2 separate regions of the Oryctolagus cuniculus genome follow, and region 1 is linked to region 2. The links are chromatin contacts, called in public Micro-C maps. All regions are on one chromosome and are shown on one strand. Each heading gives the region's core, a stretch centred on a gene start, on an enhancer-like site or on the middle of the called end of the contact. The rest is flanking DNA. Distances are from core to core; before and after follow the strand shown.

Region 1 (7,174 bases), core at 1,070-3,569, 72 kb after region 2:
GTGGACAGTGAGAGAGAGACAGAGAGAAAGGTCTTCCTTTTGCCGTTGGTTCACCCTCCAATGGCCGCTGCGGCTGGCGCACTGCACCGATCTGAAGCCCGGAGCCAGGTGCTTCTCCTGGTCTCCCACGGGGTGCAGGGCCCAAGTACTTGGGCCATCCTCCACTGCACTCCTGGGCCACAGCAGAGAGCCGGCCTGGAAGAGGGGCAACCGGGACAGAATCCGGTGCCCCGACCGGGACTAGAACCCGGTGTGCCGGCGCTGCAAGGCGGAGGATTAGCCTATTGAGCTGCGGTGCCGGCCAAAACTATCAAAACCTAAAAAGTAGTTTTGCCTCAAAACTTTGAGTCTTTATCCTTTCCAAATAATTAAACATTCTGCGGGAATCAAAATGCATCACCTTTAAAGAGATGAGAGAGTAACTTAGGGGAGAATTTTATTTGAACTATCTTCTCTGTAATACATCCTTTATTTACAGAAACACACAAGTTTAATTTAAAAAAATGTATTACTTTTAAGGAGAAGGCACGAATCAATAAAATTCTGATCTACCGCACCACCATCTTCTGTGAGAAACTACTTAAAAATGCTCATTTTTTCTACACCACAAGAATCTTTTGAGTGCTTAATGGTCAATCTGTAAAACGCAAACCTTCAAACTGCAGATTCTGAATAGATTCGACACACTTTTTAAAAGATGTCAGCACACCCAACCTTCTGTCATGGTTTTATGACAAGTTCTAATAATGAAATCACTATTACACCACTGATAGTCAACATAGAAACACTTGTTACATTACACAGAATCCTCTGGCCTGGGAGATACCAGCCCTGAAGAAGTGGCTCTGAAACCACTGGTATGCACTACGGGACTCAGTAAGCATTTATATAGCACATTTACATCTGCCAAGGGCTTCATAACCTTTTTATTAGCTGTTTCCAGTCCAAAACAACCTATGAAGAACTTTACAGAAGAGGAACCTAGGCCCAGAGAGGAACCAAAGAAAACGAAGCGCACCCCAGAGGAACTAACACCATGCCAGCTCCCTCCAGACGCCGGCCCTCTGCAGCACGCACCCTGCCAAAGTAAGTTACCCCGGCGCACGACCGAGAGCGAAGCCCTGCGCGGACGCCCGCACGCCTCCCAGCGCCAGCACCCACGCCGGCTTGCGTTCTCAGGCACCTCGATAAGGAAGTCAAAGTCTCACGACACACTGGCAGCGGCTAAATATCAAGGGGTTCCGTTTGCTTCTGTTTTTTCCAAAAAAAAAAAAAAAAAAAAAAAAAATGAAGCGGATAAGCAAAGCGGTTCAAACGCCAGGCGTCCAAGTCAGGTCCTGCAGGCCCGCCACCGACAGCAGCGGCCCGCGGACGGCCCCGCCGGACCCCGCGCCCGGCGGAGGGGGCTTCTCCCCTCAGTCGCGGTGAAATCCGCGAGTCCCGGAGGCTGACAGACACCTGAGCCGGGCCCACTGGAAGATCCCGTTTCTCCCACCTCGGCGCTAACATCTGAATGAGAACACACCGCACCCCGCTTCCCCAGGCCATCGCGCAGCACCGCACCCCGACTCCTCAGGCCACTCATCCCACACTTCCGCGCCCCCTCCCGCCCGTCTCCCGGGGCCCGCTCCGTGACCCACATCCCCGCACCCCCGCGGCACTTCCGCCCCGGGGGCTCGCGGCTCCACCGTCCACGCAGCCCCCGCCCCGGCTTTGTCTCCCGGCCCCCGGCCCGCGGCCCCACGGCGCCCCGGCCTCGCCCGGCCGGCCCCTCCCCCCGCTTCCTCCGTCCGCCCTCGCCGCCCGCGGCCCCTCCGCCCACGCCCACCCCGCGCCGCGGTCCGCCGCGGGCCTTCACCTTGTCCATGAGCTTCCAGCACTTCTCCACCATCTTCTTGTCCACGGCGCCCGGCGGATGGGGGCTGAGGTGGTGGTGGTGGTGGTGGTGCGGCTGGAAGGCGTCTTTCATGAGCCCGATCAGGCCGCCCGAGCCCGAGCCCCCGGAGCCGCCGCCGCCCCCGGCCCCAGAGCTCTTTTTCACGTTGCCGGCCATGGCTCGGGGACGCTCCCGGGCCCAGCCGGCTCCGCTCGGCTGCGAGCGAGGGAGAGAAGGAGGGCGTGAAGGAGGGGCCTCTCCCGGCCGCCGCCGCCGCCGCCGGCTCTCCGGGCCGAGGGAGGAGCGGCCGCCGGGAGGGGAGTGGGCGGCGCCGGGAGAGCGCGGGGCGCGCCCCTTCCGAGAGCGCGAGCCCGAGAGCGGGTGCGCGCCGGCGGCCGAGCAGCGAGCTCGCGGAAGCGGGCGGCCGCTCAGGGCCCGGCAGCGACCCCGCGCACGAGCCGCCGGCGTGCCCGCAGCGCCGGGAAAACCGCGGCCAAGTTTCCGCGGCCGGCGCCCCCCGCCCCCGCGCCACCGACTCTACCCCCGGGGGGCGGGCCGGGGCGGGGCCAGCCGAGCCTTGGCGCCTGCGCCCTCTGCTGGACAAGCGGGGAACGGCGGCCGGGAGGGAGGGAGGGAGGGACAGCGCGGAGTCTGCGCACTAGGCCAGGGGCCGAGCCCTCGGTGCCCAGGATGGGCTGGAGGTGGTGGGCGCTCCGGCCGTGGGTCCCCGGCGTGTCTGAATTAGGGCAGGTGACCACGGAAAATCTCTTCACATGAGGCCTTCTCCCTACGCCTGCACGATGAGGAAGTTGGGCCTAGAGTTATTGGCTTCTTCAGATGGTGGGAAAATGGTGGGGGTGGTTTCCCCACCCACTGGTATTTAAGAATCTTCACTAAGAAGCGACTGGGGGGCGCGCGCTGTGGCGGCTGCATCCCACATGGGCCCCAGTTCAAGTCCTGGTTGCTCCACTTCCGATCCAGCTCCCTGCTAATGCTCCTGGGAGAGCAGCGGCAGATGGCTCAGGTGCCACCCACGTGGGAGACCTGGATGAAGCTTCTGGCTCTCTCCAGCTCTACCTTTCAAATAAGTGAATAAAACTTTTAAAAAGGAAAACGACGAGGAACACGCGCGCTGCGGGCTGCTGGATGCCGTCCCTAGGCCCCAGAGAGGCTTGCGACACTCAGGCCCTCTGACCTCGTGCAAGCAGAGTTCCCTTTTTCGGTTCTCGCCCCCTCTGCTCCGCAGAGACTGGTTCCCTTTCTGGGACTCGCTCCCGGCTCGGCACCGCACCGCAGGTCCGGCGGGCCCGCCCCCAAAGCTGCGAGCCCGCGGCAGCGCGGGGGACAGAAGGCAGCTCCAGGCACTTCCACTTCTCTAAAAGTTCCGCTGGGAGAACTTCGAAAATAGGAACTTCCCTTCCAGAGGGGCCCCGCGCCCCGCCCCGACTCGCTGCGCCCGGCCTCGGCTCTGGGCGCTGGCCGGCGCACGTGTGTCTCGGGCTCGGCTCTGCCCGGCTCCGCCCTTCCGCGAAGCCCTGGACAGCCGACCCGGCCTCAAGTAGTTGTCATGGGCTCTGCAGGAGAGGACAGCGTCTTAGAACTCAAGGGCCTCGCAGCCGGACGTCCTACTCTTGCTAAGCAATCGCTTTTATCTAAGATTGACTTTGGAGTCAGCGTCACTTCCTATTAATCAGTAGAATGCCCTTTGATCAGTTCGCACCTGGAAACAGAAGCATCCACCGAGGGATTCCCCGTTATCTCCAGAATAAAACTCCCGTGGGGGTCTAACTGCAGAGTGAGCCCCTTCTACTTCTATACGATTCCCTGATCCGTATGTCCCTCAATGGGGCACTCACTGCACCACAATTCTTTCTCCCCACCACTACGCAGAGCAGCCTGCCCGAAGTGTGCACCTAAAATCCAAGCCACTCTTCAAGCTCCACTTGGAATACTGTCCTGGCCACACATTCCAGCTGCAAGCAACCCTGCCCTCTCTGATTTGCATACCCACTCATGTCTTACACCCATTGCGCCTTAACATGTGCAGTGCCGGCTGGCCTTTGGATCTTCTGCAGTACCTAGCGCAGTGCGCATGCAGGAGGCTGTTTTTCAGAGTCGGACGATGTTCAGCTAAGACAGGGACCTGTGGAGCGGGTGTGTGCTTGTCCAGGTGTGCACTACACATTTGGCATATAGTGAGCTCCAGTGAGCTCTGCATGGCCTGGAGATGGATCACGTTCATTTTGCTTCCAATGCAGCACATCATGTTTCTTCTAACCTATGTATGGCTGGTCTGTCTTACTTGAATCAAAGAGAAAGAGTGGGCTTTGGCTCCACTGTACCTCTTCAGAATGCCCCATGGGTAGGCTCCGTTCAGGACAGAGTCCTACAACAGTGAGCTTTCCAAAGATGGGGTTCATGCGAAAACAGCAACCTTCTTCTCCCAACTTTTATTTGGCTTTTTTTCAAAAATGTCCCAGAGGGGCCCGGCGTTGTGGCGTAGCAGGTTAAGCCACCACCCGCAGTGCCCAGTTCTAGTCCTGGCTGCTCCACTTCTGATCCAGCTCCCTGCAAATGTGTCTGGGTTGTGGTAGAGGCTTGGGCCCCTGCCACCCACGTGGGAGATCCAGAAGCTCCTGGCTCCTGGCTTCCGAACAGCCCAGCCCCGGCTGTTGTGGCCATTTGGGGAATGAGCCCAATGGGTGGGAGACCTTTCTCTCTGTCTCTCCTTCTCTCTTTCTATAACTCTGCCTTGCAAATAAAAAACAAAAAATGTCCTAGAGCTGGTGTTGAATTGTTGATCACGACGTTATTCCCACTCTGGGTTTTGTTAGAGCTGGTTCATCTGGTGCCACTTCACCCCAAACCACATCCTCCTTCTGCACCTGAACGTCAGTTAACTGAACGAACTTGGAAAGGAAATGCCCCTCTGACACGACACGGTGCTTGTATCCCATAATCCTTAGCCTCGGGATAATTTCCTTCACCAGCTAAAGGAGACACACACCGTTCCATGGGAAAAGTCCCCACAGGAGGGGCACAGGAACCCACACTGAATTTCAAGGCAGAGGGAGGTGGTTCTGGAGGGAGGATAAATGGAAAACACGTTTCAAGATTAGAAGAAGCCGGCAGCACTGTGGCACAGTGAGCTAAGTTGCCAGCATGCCACTCCTGAGTGCTAAGAGTCCAGGCTGCTCAGCTTCTATCCAGCTTCCTGCTAACGCGCCTCAGAAATCAGTGGAAGGAGGGCCAAGTGCTGGGGTCCATGCACTCACATGGCAGACCTGGATACAGTTCCTGGCTCCCGGCTGTAGCCCGGCCCAGCTCCAACCACTGCGGCCATTTGGGAAGTGAACCAAGGGATAAATATTTTTCTTTCTCCTTCCGACACACTGCCTTTTAAAAAATGATTTATTTATTTACTTTCAAAATCAGAGTTACAGAGAGATCTTCCATCTACTATTTTACTCTCTAGACAACTGAAGCCAGGAGCTTCTTCTGGGTCTCCCACCTGGGTGGCAGGGGTCCAAACACCTGGGCTATCTTCAGCTGCTTTTCCCAGGCCATTAGCAGGCAGCTGGATTGGAAGTGGAGAAGCCAGGACATAAACCGGTGCCCCCATAGGATATTGGCACCGCAGGGGGAGGCTTTACCCACTATGCCATAACACCAGCCCCCCACCCACCCACCCAGTGCCTTTCAAATAAATAAAAATAAAACTTTAAAAAAGTTTTGGGCCGGTGCCATGGCTCACTTGGCTAATCCTCTGCCTGTGGCGCCAGCATCCCATATGGGTGCAGGTTCTAGTCCCGGTTGCTCCTCTTTCAATCCAGCTCTCTGCTGTGGCCCGGGAGGGCAGTGGAGGATGGCCCAAGTGCTTGGGCTCCTGCACCCGCATGGGAGACCAGGAGAAGCACCTGGCTCCTGGCTTTGGATCAGTGATGCGCCGGCCATGGTGGCCATTTGAGGGGTGAACCAACAGAGGGAAGACCTTTCTCTCTCTCTCTCTCTCTGTCTATAACTCTACCTGTCAAAAAAAGAGTTTTTAGATTTATTTATTTATTTATTTGAAAGATAGAGTGCTGCTGTGGCCTGGGAAAGTCCTTGGGTCCCTGCACATGTGTGGGAGACCCAGAAGAAGCTCCTGGCTCCTGGCTTCAGATGGGCACAGCTCTGGCCATTGCAGCCATCTGGGGAATGAACCAGTGGATGGAAGATGGCTCTCTCTCTCTCTTCATCTGCCTCTGTCTCTCTGTAACTCTGCCTTTGAAATAAATAAATCTTAAATAAATAAATAAACTAGAAGAAAGAATAAAACTATTAAAAAACACAATAATGATTTCAAAGGATTATATACTTTTTTAAAGATTTATTTTTATTTATTTGAAAGACAGAGTTACAGAGAGAGGTAGAGACAGAGAGAGAGTGATGGTTCACTCCCCAGATGGTCTCAATGGCCAGAGCTGCACCAATCCGAAGCCAGGTTCCAGGAGCTTATTCCGGGTCTCCCACATGGGTGCAGGAGCCCAAGGACTTGGGCCATCTTCTACTTTCCCAGGCCATAGCAGAGAGCTGGATTGGAAGCGGAGCAGCCAGGACTTGAACCAGCGTCCATATGGGATGCCGGCACTGCAGGCAGGCAGCGGCTTTACCGACTACACCACAACACTGGCCCCCTGACAGTCCCTATTCCTCAGACTCATTTTTCCCAACCACTGTGACTCTAGCGAGATGCTAGGAAGTACCTCAAAAAGGGACTCAGTCCCACACTGCCCAGAGATAATCCAAAATAAAAAACCTTGTGCAGATACTGTGGCGTAGAAGGTTAAGCCACTGCCTGCATGGCGGGCATCCCATATCAGAGTGCTGGTTTGAGTCCCAGCTGCTCCACTTCTAATCCAGATTCCTGCTACTGCGCCTGGGAAGCAGCAGCTGATGGCCCAAGCATTTGGGCCCCTGTCACCCATGTGGGAGACCTGGATGGAGTCTTGGGCTCCTGGCTTCGGCCTGGCTCAGACATGGCTGTGGTTGGCATTTAGGGAGAAAACCAGATGGACGATCTCTGTCTCTCTCTGTATCTGTCGTTCTGCCTTTCAAATAAATGAAATAAATCTATATAAAAAAAAAATTTAGCAGACTTGGGAATACAAGCGAGTCCACTAGAGGGAGCCCCAACCAACTCTATGGTACAGGGAGCCCCTCAAGGTAGTTTCTGAAAATCAACCACCTAAAGGCAATAGATTCAGTGGGTGCAATAAGACAGTCATGTAAATACCCAGTCAAGACCCAGGACCTTCA
Region 2 (7,575 bases), core at 1,282-3,781:
TCCTCTCTTCTTAACCATCCTGCACACACTACTACATTATCTCCCCCATTCATCATTTTGCTCATGTCACTTCACTAATTTAAAATCTGCCCACCCAACTAAATTCAAATGCTTTTGGGAAGGAGTATCCAAGGTCTTCCAATCTAGTATTACCACTGCCTCTGGTCCTGTCTAACCACAACATTTCTGCTCCACTCAAGTCGACCTACTCATCATGCCACAATACCCCTTACACCTCTCTGTTGGGGCTCCGATCCATTTTCCAAAGAAGACTTGAGTTTCGGACGCCACTCTCCATCAGGCCCTCACGGTGGCTCTGGCTGGAGGTCATGTCTCCTTTTCTAAACTGCGTGTTTTCTAGTGCCACAGCAACCACAGGAAGACACCCACAAGCTGGCCCCCACTCGCTCTACTCACACTCACGCTTTTGGAGGACGGGGATTATGCTCTAGGAGGAGTCTTCGGAAGGCTTAGGGAAAACGTGCGTTAGAAAAAACTACATGTGAATGCCTCAATTTTTTCTGCACCAAAAAAAGATTTTTTAGTTTCATTTTGCACAAACTTCCTGAAGTGCCCTCATGTTATCTCTGGATTCTATGCAAAACCTATCATATAAAACTCTGATCCCTAAGATATCACCCATAAATATTCAGTAACAGGCTAAATAATTTCAAACTTAAGACTCACCATGGAAATATCCAGACTGAATGTACTTCCAAGCCTGGGAACCTCTGCCCTGGGCTCCGTTTGTGAGGGCAAGGAAAATGGGAGTGAGTGCCGGTTGGTTAATTCTCTTCCTGTCCAGGGGTCACTGGGGCTTGGGGCAGCTACCGGTACTTTGGGGATTGGCCGGGGCAGCCATGAGTCCCCAAGGCGGCTAGAGGGGACAGGGGGCAGCTTGTCCCTGGACGGACAATCGCCTGGTGTACAGGGCAGGGGGCGTCTCTGAGGTCGGGTTTCTGCTCCAACAGAATAGGGCCGGTCTGGAGGCGGTGGTGGCGGAAGATCTCGCAGTGTGGGAGGTATTGGCAGCGGTTTGTCCTTGTGCAACGAGCCAGAGGCAGCCTGTGGAAGCACAACGGGAGGAAATCAATGAAGCCCACTAATGCACGGCGAGGACTCGGCAGACTGCAGAGATGGGTAATGCTTTACCTTCGAAGCAGTGCCAAGGCCAGAAGCACTTGGAGGAATAGACACTCGAGGATGCAAAAGGTCAAGTCGTGGTGGCACTGGGGGAAGGGAAGCTTGTGGGGCCATGGAGAACGGAGACGGAGGTCGCTCCACCTACAACAAATAAACTGTATAACCAGGTTGCTCTGGCTGGGGGAACTGGCATCAGTCAACTCCTGCCAAGGCTGCAGATGTGAACACGGACTGTGACTACCAATAGGCCAGACAGGCCTGGGTCACACAAACCCCTCGTTTTTTAAAAACTCAGAAACGTACAGATTCTAGCCCTTACTGCACTATTTTCTGTCACCATAAGAGGGCACTCTCAATCACAGAAATACCATGTAGGTGGCAAACTACAGGCAAATCCATCTGGAAACGGCAGTGCTGACAAAGTTCCCTCACTTACAGTTTTCAGCAGTATCACAGTTTTCTACTACTTTCTTTGGATGAAGAAAAAAAAATCTTTGCAGGATCAGAAACAGAACCTATATAAAAAGAATGGGACGGGCACCAGTCCCTGAACAAACCACGTGGGGAAATGTTCAGGGGGAAGAATAAGCAAGCAGAGACAGTAACTTTTCTGTGGCTTATTCTGATGAAAAGAAAAAGACAGAGATTTCTAAGAGAAAACGATCCACAATATCACCAACATCCATCCTGAGTACTCCCCAGACATAAATTATTTCAACTTGGTAACTAGAATGGGTTACTATTTTCTGTCAATTTATGTTCTAAAAAGTGAGGTGCCAACCTAGGAAAACAATGCACGTGCAGCTTTTTGCAGTGCCTGCCTGGACCAGGGCAAGGAACAGTGGTAAGCTGGCGGAAGGAAGGAAGCTGTCCAGAGGAGGGCTGGGACTTCTCTGGAATGCTATGTTGCACGTGCAGTTCCCTAACAGGAAGCCGCGCTGACGGGCAGCAGCAAACACGCATTATAGACACTACTGCAAGGCGACAGGAAAACCACGACCCCCTCCTGCGTCCTGTCAGTGCTGGCTGGCCAGCGGGAGAAAAGAAGGCCTTCATCACCAGCTACTAGCTTCCACTCGTGTGTAAGAAACACGGCGTCACGGCAGAGCACAAAGCAGTAAGAGTCAACACCAAGCAGCACACGCCAAGGACTAAGAGTCAGACGAGCAGTGAAGCTAACTCCCACTCAGCACAAACACCTCATCACTGACCCTCTCAACCGTCTCTTCTCACAAAATTCTCTTACCACAATCAGCTCTGCCATTCCTCAACAGTCGCTAACTCAAAACCCATCAGCCATTCCCAGGTTCTTATCCCATCAGACCTCTCTCTCGGGGCTGGCTTTTCCAGATCTCTCAGTCTGGCCTCCACCACCAATAGGATGTCCACAGTCCCCAACAGGTGCCACTGCTGCTCTGACCTCCCTGCGTTTGTTCAAGAAGGTTCTCTGCTCACCATCTGTCTCTGTCTCTCTCTTATGTGCAGAGGGTTAGCTAATCATATTGCTACTTCAAACTAAACATGGAGGTTACTCACCCCAAAATATGTAACTTGTACCCAGACCAAAACTGAAAAAGGCTCACTGTACTGCCTGACTATAAAAATATGAAAGCGCCAGCACTGTGGTGTAGTGGGTAAAGCCGCCACCTGCAACACCAGCATCCCAAATGGGCGCCAGTTCAAGTACCAGCTGCTCCACTTCCGATCCAGATTCCTGCTGTGGCCTGGAAAAGCAGCAGAAGATGGCCCAAGTGCTTGGACCCCTGCACCCAAGTAGGAGACCCAGAAGAAGCTCCAGGTTCCTGGCTTTGGTCCAGCCCAGATCCAGCTGTTGCAGCCATCTGGGGAGTGAACCGGCAGATGGAAGATTCTCATTTTCTCTCTCTCTCTGTCTCTTCCTTTCTCTGTGTAACTCCAACTTTCAGATAAATAAGTCTTTTAAAATATCATAAAAAAGGTCTTTAAATTTCAAATAAACACAAGTATAAATCATCATGACTTCTTTATCTTACTGCTTAGCTTCCCTAATATTCCAAGAGTTACCAGTAAACTTTTAACAACTGAAGACAGCATCTACCTAAGAACATAAAACTGCTTTAGTGGTCAAATGAACCTTTTAAATACTGACAAAGAACCTGCTATGAGGGGCCAAGACAAACAACTGTCAACTCCAAATACAAAGAACATATCGTGGCCAGTGCCGCGGCTCACTTGGCTAATCCTCCGCCTGCGGCGCCGGCACCCCAGGTTCTAGTCCCGGTTGCCCCTCTTCCAGGCCAGCTCTCTGCTGTGGCCCGGGAGTGCAGTGGAGGATGGCCCAAGTGCTTGGGCCCTGCACCCCATGGGAGACCAGGAGAAGCACCTGGCTCCTGGCTTCGAATTGGTGCAGCACACTGGCCGTGGCGACCATTTGGGGGGTGAACCAATGGAAAGGAAGACCTTTCACTCTGTCTCTCTCTCACTAATTCTGCCTGTCAATAAATAAATAAATACATAGTTTAAAAAAAAAAAACGTACTGTTCAAACAGGCCACATTTCCTCAACTACTCATTACTGATAAATCTAGGAACTTACAATGAGAATACTTTTTTTTAAAGATTTATTTTATTTATTTGAAAGAGTTACAGAGAGAGAGAGAGAGAGAGACAGAGAGAGAAGTCTTCCTTCTGTTGGTTCACTCCCCAGATGGCCACAACGGCTGGAGCTGCGCCGATCCAAAGCCAGGGCCAGGAGCCTCTTCTGGGTCTCCCATGTGAGTTCAGGGGCCCAAGAACTTGGGCCATCTTCCACTGCTATCCCAGGCCACAGTAGAGAGCTGGATCAGAAGTGGAGCAGCCGGGACTAGAACAGTGGCCCATATGGGATGCCAGTGCTTCAGGCCAGGGCGTTAACCCACTTTACCACAGCGCCAGCCCCACGATGAGAATACTTTTAATAAAATGTTCCAAGGTGCTAAGTTCTATGACAGATTCACAAGGCCCCAGAAACATCGGGCTGGGCCTAGCTTCTGCGTAGATGTGTGTGTAAAATGGGGATAGGGCTGCAGGGTACAGCCGGGCAAGGTTTCCTAGGAAACGAAGCTAAATTACACAGAAACCACCAAGAGAAAAAGGGGAGAGATTTTAAGTGGATTAGCCTGGCCAGACCACAAAACACAAAGTGGAAGAGTTTCAGGCAAAGTGCCTGGACCTGGAAAAGAGGGTGGATTGGACTGAAAAGCCGTCAATGTGTGTGAGGCAAAGGAGCGAGAGGTTCAGATCCATGGAGCAGCCCACGACTCGAGAAGCAGGAGCACCTGAGACAAGGCAACACGAACTGGATCCAGCCACTGAAGAGATAAAGCATTCTCTCAGGTGGGTCTCTCAGCACAGCAGTTCACACTTGGCACACCCGCATCTCATTATCAGAACGCTTAGGATCAAGTCCCGCCTCTGCTTCTGATCCAGCTCCCTTCTGATGCACTGGGGAGGCAGCATGATGGCCCAAGTACTTGGGTCCCTGCAACCCATGTGGGAAACCCAGACGGAGTTCCTGGCTCCTAGCTTCAGCCTGACCCAGCTACAGCTGTTGGGGGCTTTTGGGAAGTGAACCAGCAGATCAGAGATTCTCTAGTCATTCTCTTTCAAATAAATAAATAAAACTATAAACAATTTTTAACATGCTTACTGATCACCTATTATATGCTACCCAGTTAGATGCTGATATAAAGCAAAGTTTCTTTTGTATCAAGGAAATGCAGGCCAAGAATTGATAACATCCTAAACTAGAGAATCTGGTTTGCCCCACATTTAGCACAATCTTCAAGGACTGCCCGACTTCAAAGACTCATGGATCAATTCCCAGTTATCCCACCACGCGATATAACCTAACTTCCTCACATCCCGTCCCTGCCTTCCCTGGGGCCTTTCCTGGTCACGAAGCCTCTGCGTGGTACAGTACTTCCCACCAGTCTCCAAGCACTCAGATGCCATTTGTTTGATTGGTAGTGCCTTCTTTTTTTTTTTTTTAACTAATTTTCTAATGCTGAGACTCCATTAGAAAAAAAGAACAACATATCCTAATCACAGAGGTAAAATAAGGGCTAATTCTTTAACTGCGCCATTTTCTGCATGAAGCTCTATGAGCAGAAGCCCCATTCTGAGGTACACAGTAAGAATGTGGGCCTCACAGCTGGAATGCCTGGCCATAGACCCAGATTCAACTCACTCACTGTGTGATCTTCAGCACATTCCTTAACCTCTCTGTGCCTTGGTTTCTTCATCTGTTTTTTGTTTTTTGTTTTTTTGTTTTTGTTTTTTTTTTTTTTAAGATTTTTATTGTTTATTTATTTGAAAGTCAGAGTTAGAGAGAAAGGTAGAGCCAGAGGGGGGGAGGGTCTTCCACCCGCTGGTTCACTCCTCAGATGAATTCAATGGCCAGAGCTGAGCTGATCCGAAGCCAGGAGCTTCTTCTGGGTCTCCCACACAGGTACAAGGGCCCAAGCACTTGGGCCATCTTCTACTGCTTTCCCAGGCCATAGCAGAGAGCTGGATCGGAAGCAGAGCAGCTGGGACTCAAACCAGCAGGTCATGGCTTTAACCCACTACGCCACAGCACCGGCCCCTTCTTCATCTGTTAATATGAAGATAATAATGGTATCGACTCAAAGCCTTATTGTAAGGACTATGAATTAAAGTAAGTGCATTGTGGCGCTGATGCTGTGTCACACAAGCATTGCTTGTGATGCTGGCATCCCCTATCAGAACACCACACTTCAAGTCCTGGCTGCTCTGTTTCTGATCCAGCTCCCTGCTAATGTGTCTGAGGAAGCAGTGAAAGACAACTCAAATCCCCGGGTCCCTGCCACCTATGTGGGAGACCTGGATGGAGTTCTGGGCTCTTGGCCTTGACCTGGCCCAGCTCTGGCTGTTGAAAGATTTGGGGAGTGAGGCACTGCTCCAGGGCCGCCGTCCGAGAGCCACCATGCCGATGTTCGATGTTCCTCGTGAACACCAACGTGCCCCGCGCCTCCGTGCCAGACGGGCTCCTCTCGGAGCTCACCCAGCAGCTGGCGCAGGCCACGGGCAAGCCGGCCCAGTACATCGCGGTGCACGTGGTCCCGGACCAGATCATGGCGTTCGGCGGCTCGAGCGATCGGCAAGATCGGCGGCGCGCAGAACCGCACCTACAGCAAGCTGCTGTGCGGCCTGCTGTCCGAGCGCCTGCGCGTCAGCCCCGACAGGATCTACATCAACTACTTCGCCTGAGCCCTGCTCGGGCCCCCGCCCGGCCCCGCCGCCCCTGCCCGCGCCCCGCTCTGCCCCTCTGCGCCCCCGCCCTCCTGCGCGGTTGAGACGCCAAAAAAAAAAAAAAAAAAAAAAAATTGGGGGAGTGAACCAGCAAATGGAAGCACTCTTTCTCTCTTTCCCTCTCCCTCACCATCACTCTGCCTTTCAAATTAAAAAAAAATGATTTTTGAAAAGCCAGCTATTATTGCCCTTTTACTTGGATATCATCAAGAGTCTATGGCTTTAGAACACAACTCAGACAGGATTTTGCCAGTCTCTTAAATTGCAGTCTTACCTTGGCACCAGCCAATTCCTTCATCATGAAGAGGGAATCATCAGCTCGTTCATCGTCATCGTCGTCATAGTTCGGGGAGGGAGCTCCTTCTGCTCCTTGCCTCAACAGGCTGCCACTTCCTCTAGGGTCAAACGGATCCACCACAATGGGCTCAGTACCTTTAATCTCACATCTGCAGAAAGGGCAGCCCTGACCTTCGGATTCCTGCAAAGGAAGCAGACCCTGGTAACAAATCCACCCGGAAGCACTTAGGATACCTGTCCATTCGGAAATACGTTTTCAGAAGTAAAATAGAAATTAAACATTTAAACTTACCTACAGACCAGGCTCTTTGCATCTGAAAAGGGTATGTAACATGCAATTCTTGGGAGAGATTACATGACTGAGAAAATGCATGGGTGGAGCCATACCTGCCAGGAGGTCAGACAGGATGTGCACATGAGGTGCCCACAGGGCTCGATCTTCACGTCCTTGTCGTTCTCGGCACAGATTTTGCACAGCTGGAACGTGGAGCCCATCTCACAGTATAATTCGTATTGTTCCTTTGATTAAAAGGGATTAAGAGTTATCTGTTGAATGAATGACTGCAATTACAAACGCTAACAGGAAAGGCGAAGACAGTTATGCCTTTCCATGAAACAGAAAGCATCTAGTTCAGTTCTACTTTGAGCTAAACCACACACACAAATCTACTAATCCTGTCATCCGTTTCAAATGACAGTCTTCTCTTCCATTAATTCGATGATACTGTTGTTCTCTAACTTCTATACAAAGGCTTCATGGCTATACTGTAGAACACGAATTACCTGGGTCACCTTGATGTGGTCCTGGGGAGTTGGTTCACATAAGCCTGTTAAGTCAGGGTTTTGA

Evidence for each region. A called contact is a pair of places that touch in the nucleus more often than the background predicts.
Region 1: a contact with region 2 is called in a Micro-C map of ear pinna, with 9 times the contacts expected there. The contact joins the promoter of CBL here to the enhancer-like site in region 2. A contact is called at or near these places in 2 of 6 Hi-C or Micro-C datasets (ear pinna and an unstated tissue).

What each region holds. Positions count from the first base shown.
Region 1 is chr1:111,106,141-111,113,314 of mOryCun1.1, forward strand. CBL (Cbl proto-oncogene) reads right to left here and starts at 2,320. Exons shown (of 16, transcript XM_051837710.2): 1 at 1,859-2,320. The coding sequence starts at 2,053.
Region 2 is chr1:111,033,605-111,041,179 of mOryCun1.1, forward strand. CBL (Cbl proto-oncogene) reads right to left here. Exons shown (of 16, transcript XM_051837710.2): 7 at 7,512-7,575; 8 at 7,116-7,247; 9 at 6,706-6,909; 10 at 1,153-1,284; 11 at 688-1,065. It also overlaps the pseudogene LOC138847650. Among named protein-coding and RNA genes, the nearest start is that of MCAM, 29 kb to the left of the region's middle. Within about 2 kb of position 2,532, at least 2 of the 8 cell types and tissues checked have an H3K27ac peak or open chromatin away from gene starts, as enhancers often do.